5 separate regions of the Mus musculus genome follow, and all the other regions are linked to region 1. A link is a contact called in public HiChIP or PLAC-seq and promoter capture Hi-C data. All regions are on one chromosome and are shown on one strand. The core of a region is the stretch at or near the end of the contact, and the rest is flanking DNA. Distances in the headings are between cores, read along the strand shown.

Region 1 (3,131 bases), core at 348-2,847:
CTTTTAGTTCAACACTCTATCGAACAATCATAATTTTGGGAAAGAGACCCAGATTACAGTATCCTTCTTTATTCTGCAGCAACACATCCCCATAATTATGATTTTGAGTAGTCCTGTCCCTGTCTTTATGTATTGTGCATGACATATGTGCAGAGCCCATGAGAGGGTGGTCTTCTGTGGAGCCTTTGTCAGGTTGTATAGAGGATGTCTATTTTTGGTCACTGATTGATGAACGGGTAGAATTTGCACATAATTTGTATTGGAAGAGGAATTGTAATCTAGTTAAGTACTATCTGGGAATTCAACCTTGAATTTAATTCTATACATATTTATGAAGGTCCGACTTCATAGAATAGTACAATTAGTCTATGTACCTATTTTTTTTTTCTGTTTACTTAAAGTTTATGTTGTGTGTCACTTAAGACTGGTTATCTGGCCCATATTTTTGCAAATGTGGAAGCACTTTCACAAAGTTCTGTGGCAACATTTCCCCTCTTAGATTGGTAGGGACAATAATAGTGCAGTTCATTAAGCTTATTGCTCTATGTAAGGATGCCTTGAAGAAACCTTTTACTAAGTTATCATGTAAAGACCTAGGGGATAAACTTCTGGTTAATATCTTAGGAAACACTGTTTTCTTCTCAGCAGCTCTCGTCTTTTTTGTATTACAGACATTAATACTGAAACCTATCATGGTTTTGAATTAGCAGTTTTCCTAAAACATTTCATTCCAAATTTTTGACTTTCACAAGTAGAGTTTTGAAATGAAGAGTGCCAATTTAGGAGTGAGGTACTCCAAATTCAGATTTTGGCTCTACAGCTTACTACCTTGAAATCTAGCAATTAGTTATTCTCTTTGAGCCCCAGGCTCACAGTTCTGTGAAATGAAGGCCGAGTGTCCTAACAGAGTTGTAAAGATTATCAGAGAATGACAGATGAACAATTTTGGCATGTCTTTTCTACTTTTATATTTCCTTTGTTCTACTTTTTGTATCTACCCAAGGAAATAATGTTGTATACTTAATGTAATTTACCTAAAATATTTTTAGAACAAGGCAGATTATATGAATGTTAGTTTCTTGCAACATTGTATTTTACATAAAATAAAGCAATTAAAACTATAATGATTTTTGAAATTAAAGGGATGTGGGCCACTCAACTTTCATTCTTTCTCCCCTTCATCCCAAATACACAGTACAAAATGTGCTTTCTGTATATTTGTAGATCTGACAGTTATTTTGTTAGGACATTTAATTTCAGTCTCTTAAGTTAAATATTTCACTATCATTTAACATCTGCCACAAGACCAGAGCAGTGTATTCATAGAACCATTTATTAATCCCCCCATGTTTGAGAAGCTAGACTTTATGTGCGGTCAGGCCAATTGAAGACATTTACAAAGACTTAGTTGTTTGTTATTGCTATGTGAGTTCAAGAATGGAAAAAAAAAAAAGAAATTCTTTCTTCAATACTTCCTTCCAGGCTGAGTCATCACTAGAGAGTGGGAAGGGCGGCAGCAGCAGCAGCAGCAGCAGCAGCAGCAGCAGCAGCAGCAGCAGCAGCAGCAGCAGCGAATCCAAACCCTAAAACTGACCTGCAAAGCACCATTTCTCCAAGTTGGGGGGCTCAGAGGGGAGCCATCATGAGCGATGTTACCATTGTGAAAGAAGGTTGGGTTCAGAAGAGGGGTAAGTTAAGTGCTGAGCTGTGAGTGGGTGCTGAGAGTTGGTCTTTCCTCTGGCGCTGTTGAATCAAGTGGGAAGTGCTGTCTGATAGGGCTGAAAGAAACTTTACCATGTATGTTAGGAGTCTGCTTATTTAGGGATTTCCTTCTAATTCTTTTTTTTTTGTAGTTTATAATTATGACGTTAGATTTTTGCATGCATGCATGTTAGTAATGTATTTTTCTATAATGTCTTCAGATTCAACAGACTTTACAGAATTTAACATAGAAATGAACTCTTGTGTCTATAAATGATATATTGATATTTAGATAAAAATATGGCTCTGTGTAAATTTGTATGGTAGCATAAAGAATTAATATAGTAAGGCGAGGGCTTACATTTAAACTGTTAGACTAAACAGACCCATAAATTAGGTAAATTAAAGCTCTTATATAAAAATTCAAATGTGGACAGTGATTTTTTTTGTTTAATTTTATATTTTTTGTTTACATGATCTACTTTTACTGTATATTTCCTGTCCACTCTTTTTTGATAAAGGCATTATTTTTATTATTAAATAACTGCTATAAAATTTAGTTTATAATGTGAGTGATCACCTCCTTACTTAATCTATATGTTTATTAGAGATCTGGACTTTAGGCTAGTTGCTCAGCAATTATACCTGTCTACGTACATGGCCAGATTCAGTAGACTGAGGAATCCTTTTGGCCCTATTTGAGAGTTGAAAGTTACCTCTAACCACTGACTTTCATTTCTTTGAAAATCTTTGGTTAATGCTTAGGCTAAAGAGCTGTTGTCAGTTTTTAAATGGAATTTTAAAATAGGCCTTATCAAGTTATAATTTACATACAATAAATATTCCAAAAAACCCTTTTAATGGGTTGTGCCTTTTTATGGTGTACATTTGTGGTGATGTAACAAACACTACAGGCCTAAAATAGAACATTTCTATCACTCTAAAAAGTTCTTTCCATGTTGCTTTTAGTTCACTGCTTCTCTTTCAACTTTGGCAATCACCTGATGTGTTGTCTCTTACTATAATTATGATTTTCAAAGATTTCAGTTCAGTGGACTCATAAAACCCATGGTCTTTTGTGTCTAGTTTCTTTCCTACTCACACTTCACTGCTTTATCCATGTCGTTTATGTGAAAAGAAGAACTACTTCAGGAAATACTATTCTTCATTTATTTGTTTATTTTTAACTAATTTTCTTTTTGAAACAGAATCTCACTTTATACCCAAGTTGCAGTTAGACTTACTATGTAGCTCAGGTAGTTATTCAACTTGATGATTCTCCTGTCTAGGTCTCTTGAGAACTGGGGTTATAGGCATGTTTTACCACTCCTGGCTTTGTCTTTTTAATACTTGGTAGAAATTTGGTTTGTCTCTGGATATTGTGAATAAAGTTTTTATGAACATTGAGTACATGATGTTTCCATTTGTAT
Region 2 (3,131 bases), core at 362-2,861, 480 kb before region 1:
GAGACTAGACCTGATGTGGGCTTTTGACACCTCAAAGCCTATCCCTTCTAACACACCTCCTCCAAAGAGGCCACATCTACTCCAGTAAGACTATGCCTCCTAATCCTTCCTAAATCGTTCTACCAACTGGGGACCAAGCATTCAAACACTGAGAGCCTATGGAAGCCATTCTCATTCAGACCACCACAGTGAGCCAAAATACAATTCTTATAAGTTGATTATCTCAGACTTTGTTATAGTAATGGATAGCTGACTTGGACATCATAAAACATTTTTTTTTAAACTGAAAACATAATATGCTCAGAAAAATAATGCTATAATAGAAAAGGCATCCATAATTTATATATCTAAAGCGGCATTATTTATTTTCTAGAAAATAATCTTTGGTTTTGTTTTTTTTTAATGTTGTGAGATAATTTCTACATTGCCACAGTTATTGTAATTCTTAATCTTAATATTTAATAGTTATTAATATTATAGAATATTAATATATTAATAGTTACCATATATTAATAGTTAATCTTAATGTTTAGTGTTCCCAACACCTTCTAACACCTGAAACCCTTTGGTGACTGATTACATCCAAACCATAGCAATCAGCTGTGTAGGGTTATCAGCTGTGTGTAGATAGTACCTGTTGACTTTCTAGATACATTTTGTAAAGCCCTTTCTCCTTGGAAGAGCTGTGTCTGTATTCAGGACATTCAGGGTAACATAGTCACATGACAACATAGAGACAGCATAGGGGTGTTAGACCTGCTTAGCCCCGTGGCTGCAGGGTTGCTCTGCAGCTGGGTATACCAAACTTTTATAAAATACTGAGAAAAAAAATATTCAAAACATCCCAAGTAGACCACTGTTCACATTCTAAAATAATTTTTAGGGGCAGAGACATAGCTTAACGGTTTCAAGAGCTTGCTGTTTTTTCAGAGGACGAAGTTCAGTTCCCAGTACTCAGGCAGCTAAAACTTCCTGAACCTCCAACTCCAGGGGATTTGCTAGCTTTCATGGCAGGAAGCATGGCAGCAGGTCTCATGTACACATACCCGCACGCAGATATATACACATACCTAACACCTGAGTCGAGTTGGGGGGAAGAATTCCTAGCTTTGCAAAGAATTCCAACCATAAAGTTGTAAGTTGTAAGCACCTATTCAAAATGTGCCAGGTAGTGATGGCTTGTGCCTTTAATCTCAGCACTTAGGAAGCAGATATCTGAATCCGAGGCCAGCCTTGTCTATGGAGTGAGTTCTAGGACACCCAGGATAACACAGAGGAAATCCTGTTTTGAAAATCCAAACCAAACCAAACCAATTAACCAACCTACCAATCAACCATCCAACCCACCAACCAACTAACCAACCAAGCAAACAAACAAAAAGCAAAAGCAATCCTCTCATTTAGCCATGTAGCCACGGAGTGAGAGGAGAGAGGCCCAGGCAGTAAGAGCCTTGCTGCATTACCGGCTTGGCTTGGGCAGCAGTGGGCAGGGGCCTCCTTCTTCAAAGAAGTTTTCCTCTGAGGGCAGCAAGAAATTGAGCCACCTCTGTGTGGGGCATGCTGTGAAAAGTACAAGGCAGAGCTGTGAGACCTGATCCCTTTACATCACTCAAAGGGGATTATGATGCACGGTGGAGTGGAAAGTTGTGCTAAGCAGTGCTGTTCAGGCTTAGAGAAAGCCTGTTTTGAACGTCTCTAACAGAAAGCATAGCTGCGCATAGAACGTAAGGGCAGAAATTGGTGTCAGGGAGAAACCATACAGGTAAGTGACCCAGACTATCAACCACTAAACTTGTTTTTCTACAAACATTGCTTCAAGGGGAACGTAAGGTCAGGGATCTGGTGTTGCATGTGTCCTTTGCAAGTTGGAACTGAGAAGGGCTGTCACAGGGACAAAGGAATCCAGCACTGCCTGGTCTAAAATGACACTAGTCTATGGAAGGCCGCTGCTACTAAAGCCATTGAAAGAGGTTTTTAATTGTTCAGGAATATGATTCAAACCAAGCCACCAACCATCACTGTTGCACAACTACACAGAGAAGCGAGTCTCAGCCAGGAAAGAGAATGGCTGTAGAATGGTTGTTCAGATACCATAGCAAAACTAAGCCCAAAACAAACACTGGCATTGTCTACAAGAGGCTGGCCTGGAAACAGGGCAGGGCTCGATCAAACAAAGTTTGCAAGTAGGAAGAGAAATATTCATCTGCAGCTCCTGATGGCATGGACAGGAAGCCTGGGCCAAGGCTGTTTTTTTTTTTTTTTTTTTTTTTTTTTTCCTTTCAGTCTGGGTCCCACCCTGTAGAATGATGTCACTCACAACCAGGGTGGTTTTCACACTTCCGTTAAGCCCCTCTAGAAACACCCCCTCAACATGCCCAGGGATGTGTCTCCTAGGAGATTGAAGTTGACAGTGAAGATTAGCCATCAGGACAGTTATGACTTTTCTTCTTCAGATTTTCAAGTTTGGAAGTATAATCCTTAAATAACTCTCTCCAGTGTCTGCTGGGGAGTCATGAGCTGGGGACAGCATCTCTTCATTATCTTTCCTTCCTTCTGTGATGATTAAAGAGACTTCTCTCATTTGCATAGACTCTCTAAACATTCCCTTAAGCTGACAGGATGGCTCAGTGGACAAAGACACTTGCCACCAAGCCGGAAGACCAGAGTTCAATTCCTGGGACCCACGTTAATTTTAAAAAGTGAGAACTGACTCCTGTAAGTTGTCCTCTGACTTCCACATGTGTGCTGCATGCTGCTTCCCCCCCCCCAAGTAAACAGGGGTGGGTTGTTTTAAAAATAACACCTGTTTCCAGAATTCAGGTAATATAGAAAAACAAAGAATATTTAAAGTAATATAATCTTCAACCCAGAGAGACTAGTATGCATATCTAATTAATCACTAATTAAATTATGGCTACTACTGGGGCAGTGTGTAGTGTCTTGGTGCCTAGCTGATCAGAATTCCTTCCAGTATGGAGCAATTGTGCTCAGGATCCCTCCCCTGCCATCTACAAACATCCCTTGTAGTCACCAACTTGGAAAATGCAATCCGCCAGCCGGCCATGACACTTAACACTCCTCAGGCCTCCTCACTGACATCTCTCCCTGCCTCATGGAAAGGTGACTTTAAA
Region 3 (3,131 bases), core at 408-2,907, 390 kb before region 1:
AAATAAGACACAGCCAGTGCAGAGTTTTAGGTCTTCAATAATGAGAGCTTCCTGTTACCCTGAGTACAAGCCAGGCCACATCTCAAGTTCATTCTTTATCATTAAGGTGGGGAGAGAGAGGGAGGAAAGGCACTTAACTCTGGCTATACAGGGGGACAAGCCCCTATGACTCATGGGGACTTACCATTGACGCTCAAAGCTCCCATTGTTGCTGAGGGCAAGTTCTGCTTTCCAAGGCCATTGGCTGGATACTGTTTAGGGAGGATATTAGATTTACACAGGGTTTAGAAATAGAATCACTGTTACGCAAAGGAGGAAACCCTGAGCAGTTTTACCGTCTTTCAGATAACATTGATTTTTTTTTGTTCTCTTTTAAATTATGTGCTATTAAAAAAAAAAACCCCAAAACCTCACTTGGTAACTTTTCTTCTGTGTCTGTATCCTTTCACCCCATACACACAGCCTGTTGTTAGATCTTGTAACTCCTTGTAAAATCCTCTTAGGATGCAGCCCTGAGGTAGTTCCCATTCCTTTCTCAGTTTGAAACCTGCAGCCTTGTGCATGTTAGACAAGTACTCAACCCTGTGAATTGCACCACAGCCCTGACTCCCGGGACTCTAAGCTAGCCTCTAGGTCTTCTATTCCTTCTGGTGGTTCTGTTCCAGTCAGCCTGACTTCCTGGAAGTGTCATGAGCCTGCTGGAGCAGACATGGACCAAGAGAGCCCAACAGCTGGTGGCTCCCCATGTGTTCTCCTGGCACCGATTCATACTATGTGTGGATCCGTAGACAGCCAACCTGTGCTTGCATGCCCTCCCTCTCCTCAGCCTGCCTGCCATCAAAGCTCTGGGTTCTGGTTTAAAAGTTATTGGGAAGTGATAGGAAAACTAGTCCTATGGGCTGAGGCTAGCTCAGTGGTGGGCCCTTGGTTAGCTTGAGTGAGGCTGAGTTCCATACAGCACCGGAGAAAGGCGCGCAGGAAGGAGAGGAAGGGAAGAGCTGAGGGAAGAAAGAGAGCCAAAATGGAGGGTGTTGGGCAGAGACAAGACAGAGCCTAAAGCTGGTGCTGCGGTCTTAAACATCTCCTTTGGTTTTAGGCCTCTCAGAGGCTTGACAGAAAAGTTCACTGCTCCGCGGATTTCTTGTTCTGTTCCCTCAAAGTCCTCAGTTCCCTGTCCATTTGTCCCATCACTGAATCGGCTTCCCTTTGCCAGGCCATGCTGCTGGGTCAAAGTGTGCCTCTCTATTATTAACCTGTTTAACAGCTGAGAACAGTGAAGTACCCAGAAGCTACGTGACCCACCCAGGATCACGTGGCAGTGAACCGGCTGAGACTCACCCTTCTGAGGCTGGTGCTGCCTGCTGCCCTTGGCTCAGGCAGAACCGTCCACAGACATTCACGAGCTCGTGTTACATACAGGGCAAGGTCTCAGTAGAGGCTTCTCCTCTTCCCACTGAGTTCAGTGTCAACACAGCAGTGGAGAGAAGTGATGTGGAATCCTGGGAGCTTTGTTCTGAAGGGTCTCTTGTGGCAGAGCCTGGGGACTGTTGGTGACATTTCCATAAGTGTGACACTCTGCTGGTTGGATTAGGAGGTCCTGGGTAGTAACTGAAGAGTTCACAGTGGCCCTCCACTGACAACGCTATGTTCCAAAAGGGCACAGCAGCTGTTCAGCCTGAGGGATAGGGACAGAGGCAGAAGCAGGCATGCAGGAAGCTCACCCTAGGGAGTGCCTGCAGTGAGCCAGGCACCTTAAGGAGCCTCTCCAGGGATGCTTCCTTTGAGGACTTCTATCCACTCCCAGAACTCACCTGACCAACTCCTGTCCTCCTCCCGCTCTTGTTCCTGGGTGAGGAAATCAAACCCAGAGCTTCTAAGTGGAAAGCAGAGTTGGTGAGTCAGAAGGTTCCAATGCTCTCCCCTCCTCCCCTCTCCTTTCCTCCCCTTCCCTCCCCTTTCCTCTCCTTTCCTCCCCTCCCTTCCCCTCCCCTTTCTTCCCCTCCCTTCCCCCCTTTCCTCCCCTCCCTTCCCCTCCCCTCTCCCCCTCCTTTATCCCTCCTTTCTCCCTCCTTCCCAGTCCCTTCTCTCCTCCTCTCCTTTTTCTTTTTGAGACAGAACCTCACACTTGTAACCCAGGCTCCCAAGCTTGCCTTCACTCCCAGCAATTCTCCTGCCTCAGCCTCCCAAATGCTGGGATTGCAAACACAGTACCATTCCGAGTCAAGAAGTCTTTCTTTGAAGGGACCCGTCTAAAACTAGCACAGATGAGTCCTGTCCGTGCTTTCTTCCTTTCTTATCCAGTGAGTCATGGAAGGAGCCATGGGGAAGTTGGTCTTCTCCTCTAAAACCCTTGCTGAGTTTCCCTCCAGAGTGACAGTGGCTCAGGGGCACCATTTTGGCTGCAGTCCTGTGGAGTTTCATTTTCACATTTTTATTGAAAAATCGAAATCTGGAGAATTAGAGCCTTTCCATATTGATTTTCCAGGAGCAAGTGAAAATTGCATTTTGTATAGGACTAAGGAAGTGGCACCTTGAGTGGTGACAGGGCTGACGTTGGAGATGACGTGAGACCAGGAGAACAATGGCGCTGGTGGGTATAGCCTCTGTAATTTTTTGATGTGACAAAGGCAGGAATGAAGATTGATCCACACCCATGTGACTCGATTTCTTGCATTATGATGTTAATTTCATTTTGTTTTCAGTGAACAGGAAAGAAAAGTGGGAGCTTCAGGGAACAGAAAATTCAAGTTTCACCTCGTAGCATGTTGTGGTCAGGTATCAAGTCCACACACACACACCTCTGCTCTGGCCAAGCTGGTTGCTTTGGGACAATGTGGAGAACCCACTGGAATTCCAACTAAAGTATTCACGTTGAGGCCCACCTCTGTGTTCTGGGTTCAGATCCTGCTGCTACTGTACTCTGACAAATTATATAATTCTCTGAACCTCAATTTTTCATCTGTAAATTGAGGATATTGAATAAGGTAGTAAGACTTGGGCGATTGGATTAAGAAATAAATATTGGCTAACCTAATGAATAAATAAGACGGCTGCTATACATCATTTGAATTGTTAATTAAGTGTCTGTTGTGTGCAATGACAGTCTCTTGATGAGGTAGAAATAACATTTT
Region 4 (3,131 bases), core at 181-2,680, 370 kb before region 1:
GGCCTGACTTATTGATTTTTGACCCTGGAAGCACTTAACTAATTTCTGATAGATTCTCCCCTGAAAGAAACTTTGGCAGCTGTGGTAGCCTCTAGTTTCCTGTTTTTAGAAATAGCAAAGGCAACATGAAAGGAAGGCACTTCTGAGATAAGGACTCACCTGACAAATCTCAGCCTCCCCTCTGCAGCCTGCTGCAGGGGTTCTGCAGGGGGCAACCTGCCCCCTGCCCCACAGGCTCAGGTGAGAGCACTGAATCCCTGAAGCCTAGAGTCTCCTCTGTACTGTCCCCTCTGCCTGCCTGCCTGCTCAGGCCTTCTGCACACACACACACACACACACACACACACACACACACACACAGACACACACAGAGAGAGAGAGAGAGAGAGAGAGAGGGAGAGAGAGAGAGCAAGAGAGAAACAAAGAGAAAGGTGGCTACATATATGCATAGACCAATCTATTATATTATATGATTTATATATATATATACACACACACACATACACACATATATACTTTTATGCACACAAATTATTTTCATGTATAATTTACACATACATATTTAGGTATATGTACACTCAGAGAAAGAGAGAGCAAGAGAGAAACAAAGAGAGAGGTGGCCACATATATACATAGACCAAACTATATATTATATGTTTATATATATATGTATATATATACATATATATATATACACACGTATATGTGTACACACACACACATATATATGTGCATGTGTGTGTATATATATACATATATGTGTATACACACATATGTGTATGTATATATATATATACATATATATGTATATATATATGTACATTTTAATCTTTTTTCCAGTGATTGGTGTGGACTTTTGCTATGGACTGTGCTTAGCTCTTCCCTTATGCAAACTCATGAAGTAGGAATTATATTCTATAGATGAAGAATCTGAAGCTAGGAGACACCAGCTAGCCGTCCATGGTGACATGGCTAGTATATAGCAGAGCAGGAACTGAACTCAGTAGTACCTCTCCTTACAGACTGTTCCTTATTCTGCTATTGGCTAGTCTTTCCCAGCAACTGTGCCGTTGGTATGAAACCCTCAGTCCGCCAGACCACCAGCGTACCCTGGCTCCGGTCCCTTTCGAGATAAGCCAATGTGGCTACACTCTTGTTCTTTTCCCAGACTTGGCCCATTTCTCTCCCCTTCATAATTTCTAATGTTATCAAAACAAACAGCCATGGTTCCTGGTTGCATGGGGCTTAATTTGCCTTATTATATAGATGGCACATATTCCTTAAGAATCCATCAAGTTTAATGTAGTGCAGGCCGAGACCGTGTCTGAGGAAGGGCCAGGGTTCATCCACAGTTCACATGGTAGAAGTGAATGAGTCACTCCTTAGTGGCACAGCCAGGGCTGGATCACCCTGCGGCTTCCTTCCTTAAATGGACAGAGATTCCAACTGCTGCGTGAATAACAAAGACCTTAATGTCCCACTGGCCAGTGGAGAACAGGCCAGCAAGCAAAGGGCCCAGAGCAGCTGTTTTTTTCCAGTGTGCTGAAGGCTGCAATCTTAACCCTGCTCAGCTGTCATGGTGAGACCTCGTGGGGTCCAGCTGAGAGGGCAGAGATGGCCCAGGGCCATGGGTTCCACCCCTGGAAAAAGCACTATTAGACTCTGTCCCATGGGCAGGAGTCCTTCAGTGTGTTCCACAGCCAGCTCCCTGCCCGGAGAAACATTGCTCTCTGAAGGAAGAGTTGACAGGTTCATTCCAGGGCGTGGCAGTGTTTCAGAATTCAAAGGAAGACAAACCTTGTCTTTAACCTGATGCCATTAAGGTCTTCTCCACTCTCCACCTTCCTGTTCCCGGCTTTTCATTCTTGGCCCTCTAGTCTGCCTTTCTGAACCTGTCTAAATATTAGATAGATAGAATTGTTAAAGGGTCGTTACGCAGCGCCCCCCTCCTTTGTTAATTAGAGATGCAAAAGGTCACTCTTCTAGGAACTTTTACTTTCCTGCACAAAGTGCAAATCTATTAGAAAAAAAAAAAAGAGTACTGTAAGATTCCACATGAATTGCGATCACTAGGGAAAGTGTACTGTTTTCCTCGTGAACAGAGTAATGATTCAACAACACAGCTAAAAGAACCTTGAACGTGAGCTTGGGACCAGAATAGCGTAGAGGTTAAGAACACGAGGTATGGAAATCAGGCTATGGGGCTCTGCTTCCTGCTTCCTGCTTCCTGCTTCCTTAGGGCACTCGGGGTAAGCCCCTGATTCGAGATCTCATCCTCAGGTTTCTCAGCGGAGAATCAGGAACAGACTTCTCTGGGCTAGTGTTAAAACTAACGAGGTCACATGGAATGGCCCACAGCTAGCAAGAGCTTACAAAATGAAAACTCCACTTCTCTCCTTGTTTTTTTCTTCCCCCTCCCCTTAAGGAATCCATATTTTTACACTTCGGGGACAAACATCACTCAGTAGACTTTGGCGGGTCGTTGAAGTCACAAGCAGGCTACCCAAAAGAATTCGCTCCGACCCAAGGCCTTTCTATGTTACGGGCCGACTGTGTGATGGCTGCTGGCGCCTCTGGTTCCCAGCCAGGCTGCGGAGGCGTGAGGGCCCCTTTCATGCTTATGAGTGACTGGGGCTGGTGAGCTCCTTTGTTGAGCTTCTTTGTCCATATGCAAGGGAATGGGGTCAGTGTCCCTTCCCTACAAACACTGTGCCCGCATGGCCACCCTGTAGAGAGCCTGCTTTGTTGCTGCTGCTGGTGTTTTATCTAAACTTTCTTTAAACTGACCTCCTTTCTCCGCATCGTATGTGACAATAATTGGCCCCCTATCAAATGTTTCTGAAGGGAGCCCCAATGGCCTTGGTCAAATGCCAAATAAACAGTGCCCCCCCTCCAGGGACCCTCTTTCGACAGAGCCTGGGGGCACTGAACACTATGGTATCAGCAAGATGGAAGGAATCTTGGGGTTCCTCCCTGCTGAAGAGAGGCAGCACAGTGCCCGGCCATATCTGAGCTTTGTCTCCCCTGTGAGGCATCCCTGTCCTCTGGCTTGGCAACTGGTCCAGAATCCACAAACATGTTGACTTATGCTAAGTCCCCTTGGCTCTCCCATCCCCTGCTTTTGCCCGATG
Region 5 (3,131 bases), core at 397-2,896, 320 kb after region 1:
GAGCAGTGTCAGGGCTCCTCTTGCAGAAGGACTCACTCAGGAACTCAGAGAATATTTGCCTGCCTAATATGCAATGTTTATTATATCTTTGAAATAGAAGGAGTAGGAAGGAGAAAGTTTCATTTGATAACAACACCTTAGACATAAATTCTACAGGGAAAAAAAAAGGCAGCACACTTATGTTGCCAGGTTGCAGTAGAGAAGAGGGAAGCCGTTTCTAAGGGCATTACTAGGTGAAGACGGAGCTGATGTCGTTCACATCTTTAATGCCAGTTTTCCTAAAACAGCATATGGGTGTAGGATGCAAGGTAAAACATTCAGCTCCTTAATAAAGAACTGATGTTAGCTTCTCTTCATTCTGAATGTGCCTGCCTAGCTGCTCTGCTTTTCTAAGAACTACACAGGCTGGAGACACTATCATTTTCCCCGCTTTATTGATCTCTGACTGCCAATGTTATTTTGACAACAGAGGATATTCATTTTTCACCCTTTTTTCTCAGTTACCTTTAGGCAAAACCTGCTTTGAGACATGAAAATATTGCAGTACTGTAGGACAAAGACCTGGGAGGTTTTCATAGACTTGATGAGAGAGAAGACGGGTTTGCAAGATTCTGTTTAAGAGTTAGAAGAGACTAAATGACAACTTTAAATCTGCCACAATCATTTACTAATGTGCCGCTATATCAAATAAGTCTGATTTTTTGACAGCACCAAATTAGATTTATTGCAGAAACTGCTGCATAAATAGCATATGGCTATGTTATACCACCTATTTCAAATCCTGGTAATGTTTCCCCCTCCCCCCTCCAAAATGAATAATTTGAGCCAAGCTATAAACCTTCTGGAAAAATAAAAAGGAGAAAGGAAGATACAAGTTTGAAAACAGACGTAGGAGACCTGAATCTTGTTGTCAAAGGCATAGCATTTGAATAAATGTGCTGACCTATCTGGAATTATGGCTCTTCAATGCACAATTAAATTTAACAGGTTGGCTTCTCATTTTTGCACAGTAATTTGATTTTTGTTTTAAGGTTTGGGCTCTAAATTATGCTTAGATTTTGTTGTTTAGTCCACAATTACATGGAGCAAAAAGGACGAGCAAGTGGCTGTAAGTCAACCATAGCTTGAATTAGGTTATTAAGAATTATTAAGGAGAAACATACATATCACCTGGTTGCTTTTAGTTTTCATTTGTGAGAAATCATACCAGGAAGTCTTTTCTAATTTTATGTATAGTCCTGATGCTGCAAACTGTGGATAAAATATAGAGCGATCACTTGGCGTGCTACAGTGGAGAAGAGAACGGCAGAGCCACACATGCTGCAAAAATCAAAGTTCCACAGAAGCTGACATTGAAAACTCATGCAACGAATTCAGAGATGGGCAGTACCTCCATTCCCAGTCTCTCTCCAACACCCAACCCCACCCCCAAGTTTGAGACACTCCAACTCAATTCTCCCTTTTGAACAAAAGTTTCAGTGCGTCCATCGATGGGAAAGGCATTGCAAGGTCTTCCCGCAGACCAATGGGCACACCGCTGCACACACCGTGGCACTGAGCTACCCCGCAGGCTCCCTCTCTGTGGTCAGTCTTCCCAGCTGCCCTATCTGTTACTGTCTGATTAGTTCTGCTAAGGAGCCCCTCCCCTGCCAGCTTTCAGTGCCATCTGTTCCACACAAGATGGCTGCTGCCCAGCAACCTAACACTGCCCTCCTACCTGGCACCCGGCTACCATCCTTACCCCAAAGTGCTAACACAGGTTCTCGCTGCTGGCAGAGTCAGGGTTTCATTACTACTACTTTGACAAGTGCAGGGTTGTTTGTAATTTCTCTTTTATCCTGATTTTGATTGTACAACCACCTCCCACTGATTCAGTTTGCTTCAGTTTTGTTGCTCACAGATTTCACTCTCCACATTAATCTCCCTCTGGCATGTTACTGCATCTGTTCCCTTTTTTATTATTAATTTTCAAATTCCCACCATTTTTGACAAAAAGGAGGTAATCTACACTCTGTTTCTGCCCATTTCATTTTCTTTAATTTGGAAGATAAGTATGAAAGCATGCCAAAGAAGTTAATTCTCCGTTAACAGTTTGTTTTCTGGCATCCCTAAGCCTTTGTATATGAAAGACAGATAGGATAAATGTTGACAAAATCACAGCAACAGAGTCGGACCATTCCTGACTCTAATGGAAAGCAAGCACATAAAGCAACATCTAAGATGTTTTTAGTGCTAGGAGTCGTCTCCAGCACCGTGACTCCCTCTACTTTTACAGATAATTTTTTTGTGAAAGTCAGCCTGGGTGCAGGATCAAAATTTGGGTTCCTCTATAGTTCTGACATGGGCTTTCTTTTTGTTGTAGATGGATTTCATTGTTCCTTAATAGGATTATCATCCTTTCTCGGCTGAAACATTGCTGACCAATTCAACCACTAAGGATTCTGAATAGATGTCTTCTTTCAGGGAGAGAAAGAACCCAAGTGCCAGCAGTGCTCACAGGAGAACTTAAGGAGCCCTGGGCTGCAACGCTGCTGCCATTAGCAAAGGACAATATCAGGAAGGAAAGGATGGCTTTCCCTCTAAAGACAAAGACTAAAGTTAGAAAAGAGGGAGTACTCTCTGTAGCCTTAATTTGTCAACGCTATAACCTTGCCAACAAGGGCTACCTAGAGTAATGGATCATGCCCTCAACTAGCCTCAAGTTTTCTAGACTGAACATTGTGACGGCTGATTACCATCATCATCATCTTTTTATATGAATTCGTTTTAAAGCATTGAAGTCTCTGAACAAGCAGAAGCATAGAAGCACAGCCCCTCTCTCTAATTTACAGAACTTTGTGTTAACATGATTTTACATATCCATGCATCCTCATCAAGACTCAGATATGATTTCTAGAAAATGAAGGGCAGTTGACAGAACAAGGATGTGTCTAAATCAAGGAGAGCCAGCCTGCTGAAGCAAACTGAGTCAGCTTCCAGAAGGCAGGCAAGGGCAACCTGCTTACCCACTAGGGACATGGTACTTTGTTTTTAGATGTCATGTCCAAGTAGAAGTGCAGTCATATAAAATTCCCCTTCTACCTCTGGGTCCATTCTTTGGGTAAATCTTTTAGTCAGAAACAGGCTCCGGT

What was found. Promoter capture Hi-C pulls out the DNA fragments that hold promoters and counts their contacts. HiChIP or PLAC-seq counts read pairs in DNA pulled down with a chosen protein or histone mark. Capture Hi-C pulls out chosen DNA fragments and counts their contacts.
Region 2: a promoter capture Hi-C map of liver shows a contact between it and region 1, with 4 times the contacts expected there. The contact joins the promoter of 1700016C15Rik here to the promoter of Akt3 in region 1. A contact is called at or near these places in 3 of 39 promoter capture datasets (cranial neural crest, embryonic stem cells and liver), 3 of 115 datasets of contacts at active chromatin or transcription factors (acute myeloid leukemia, embryonic stem cells and large pre-B cells) and 2 of 9 other capture datasets (embryonic stem cells and macrophages).
Region 3: a promoter capture Hi-C map of adipose tissue shows a contact between it and region 1, with 2.5 times the contacts expected there. The contact joins the promoter of 2310043L19Rik here to the promoter of Akt3 in region 1. A contact is called at or near these places in 1 of 15 datasets of contacts at CTCF or cohesin (the NIH/3T3 cell line), 1 of 484 Hi-C or Micro-C datasets (muscle stem cells), 10 of 115 datasets of contacts at active chromatin or transcription factors (bone marrow-derived macrophages, embryonic basal ganglia, embryonic forebrain and 6 more) and 1 of 9 other capture datasets (adipose tissue).
Region 4: an H3K4me3 HiChIP or PLAC-seq map of bone marrow-derived macrophages shows a contact between it and region 1, with 3 times the contacts expected there. The contact joins the enhancer-like site here to the promoter of Akt3 in region 1. A contact is called at or near these places in 1 of 39 promoter capture datasets (embryonic stem cells), 6 of 484 Hi-C or Micro-C datasets (the HL-1 cell line, bone marrow-derived macrophages, embryonic stem cells and 2 more), 10 of 115 datasets of contacts at active chromatin or transcription factors (bone marrow-derived macrophages, embryonic basal ganglia, embryonic limb bud and 5 more) and 1 of 9 other capture datasets (liver).
Region 5: a contact with region 1 is called in an H3K4me3 HiChIP or PLAC-seq map of forebrain, with 4 times the contacts expected there. The contact joins the enhancer-like site here to the promoter of Akt3 in region 1. A contact is called at or near these places in 2 of 39 promoter capture datasets (hippocampal neurons and pre-B cells), 6 of 484 Hi-C or Micro-C datasets (CD4 T cells, CD8 T cells, the HPC-7 cell line and 2 more), 5 of 115 datasets of contacts at active chromatin or transcription factors (embryonic forebrain, epiblast stem cells, forebrain and 2 more) and 1 of 9 other capture datasets (adipose tissue).

Annotation. Positions count from the first base shown.
Region 1 is chr1:177,247,233-177,250,363 of GRCm38.p6, reverse strand. It overlaps Akt3 (thymoma viral proto-oncogene 3), which reads left to right and starts at 1,597. Exons shown (of 13, transcript NM_011785.4): 1 at 1,597-1,688. The coding sequence starts at 1,643.
Region 2 is chr1:177,728,294-177,731,424 of GRCm38.p6, reverse strand. It overlaps 1700016C15Rik (RIKEN cDNA 1700016C15 gene), which reads right to left and starts at 1,611. Exons shown (of 6, transcript NM_027077.2): 1 at 1,464-1,611. Gm30115 (a long non-coding RNA gene) reads left to right here and starts at 1,350. Exons shown (of 5, transcript XR_373742.2): 1 at 1,350-1,762.
Region 3 is chr1:177,641,469-177,644,599 of GRCm38.p6, reverse strand. It overlaps 2310043L19Rik (RIKEN cDNA 2310043L19 gene), which reads left to right and starts at 1,657. Exons shown (of 3, transcript NR_037994.1): 1 at 1,657-1,893; 2 at 2,486-2,590; 3 at 2,703-3,058.
Region 4 is chr1:177,621,905-177,625,035 of GRCm38.p6, reverse strand. No RefSeq gene overlaps it. Among named protein-coding and RNA genes, the nearest start is that of 2310043L19Rik, 19 kb to the left of the region's middle. Within about 2 kb of position 1,430, at least 133 of the 459 cell types and tissues checked have an H3K27ac peak or open chromatin away from gene starts, as enhancers often do. A contact at or near this core is called in the HL-1 cell line, bone marrow-derived macrophages, muscle stem cells and 2 more, where this site is marked.
Region 5 is chr1:176,928,441-176,931,571 of GRCm38.p6, reverse strand. All of the region lies in intron 13 of Sdccag8 (serologically defined colon cancer antigen 8), which reads right to left. The region is part of intron 3 of Gm15423 (a long non-coding RNA gene); the gene reads left to right. Among named protein-coding and RNA genes, the nearest start is that of Gm15423, 11 kb to the left of the region's middle. Within about 2 kb of position 1,646, at least 17 of the 459 cell types and tissues checked have an H3K27ac peak or open chromatin away from gene starts, as enhancers often do. A contact at or near this core is called in cortical neurons, embryonic forebrain, forebrain and 1 more, where this site is marked.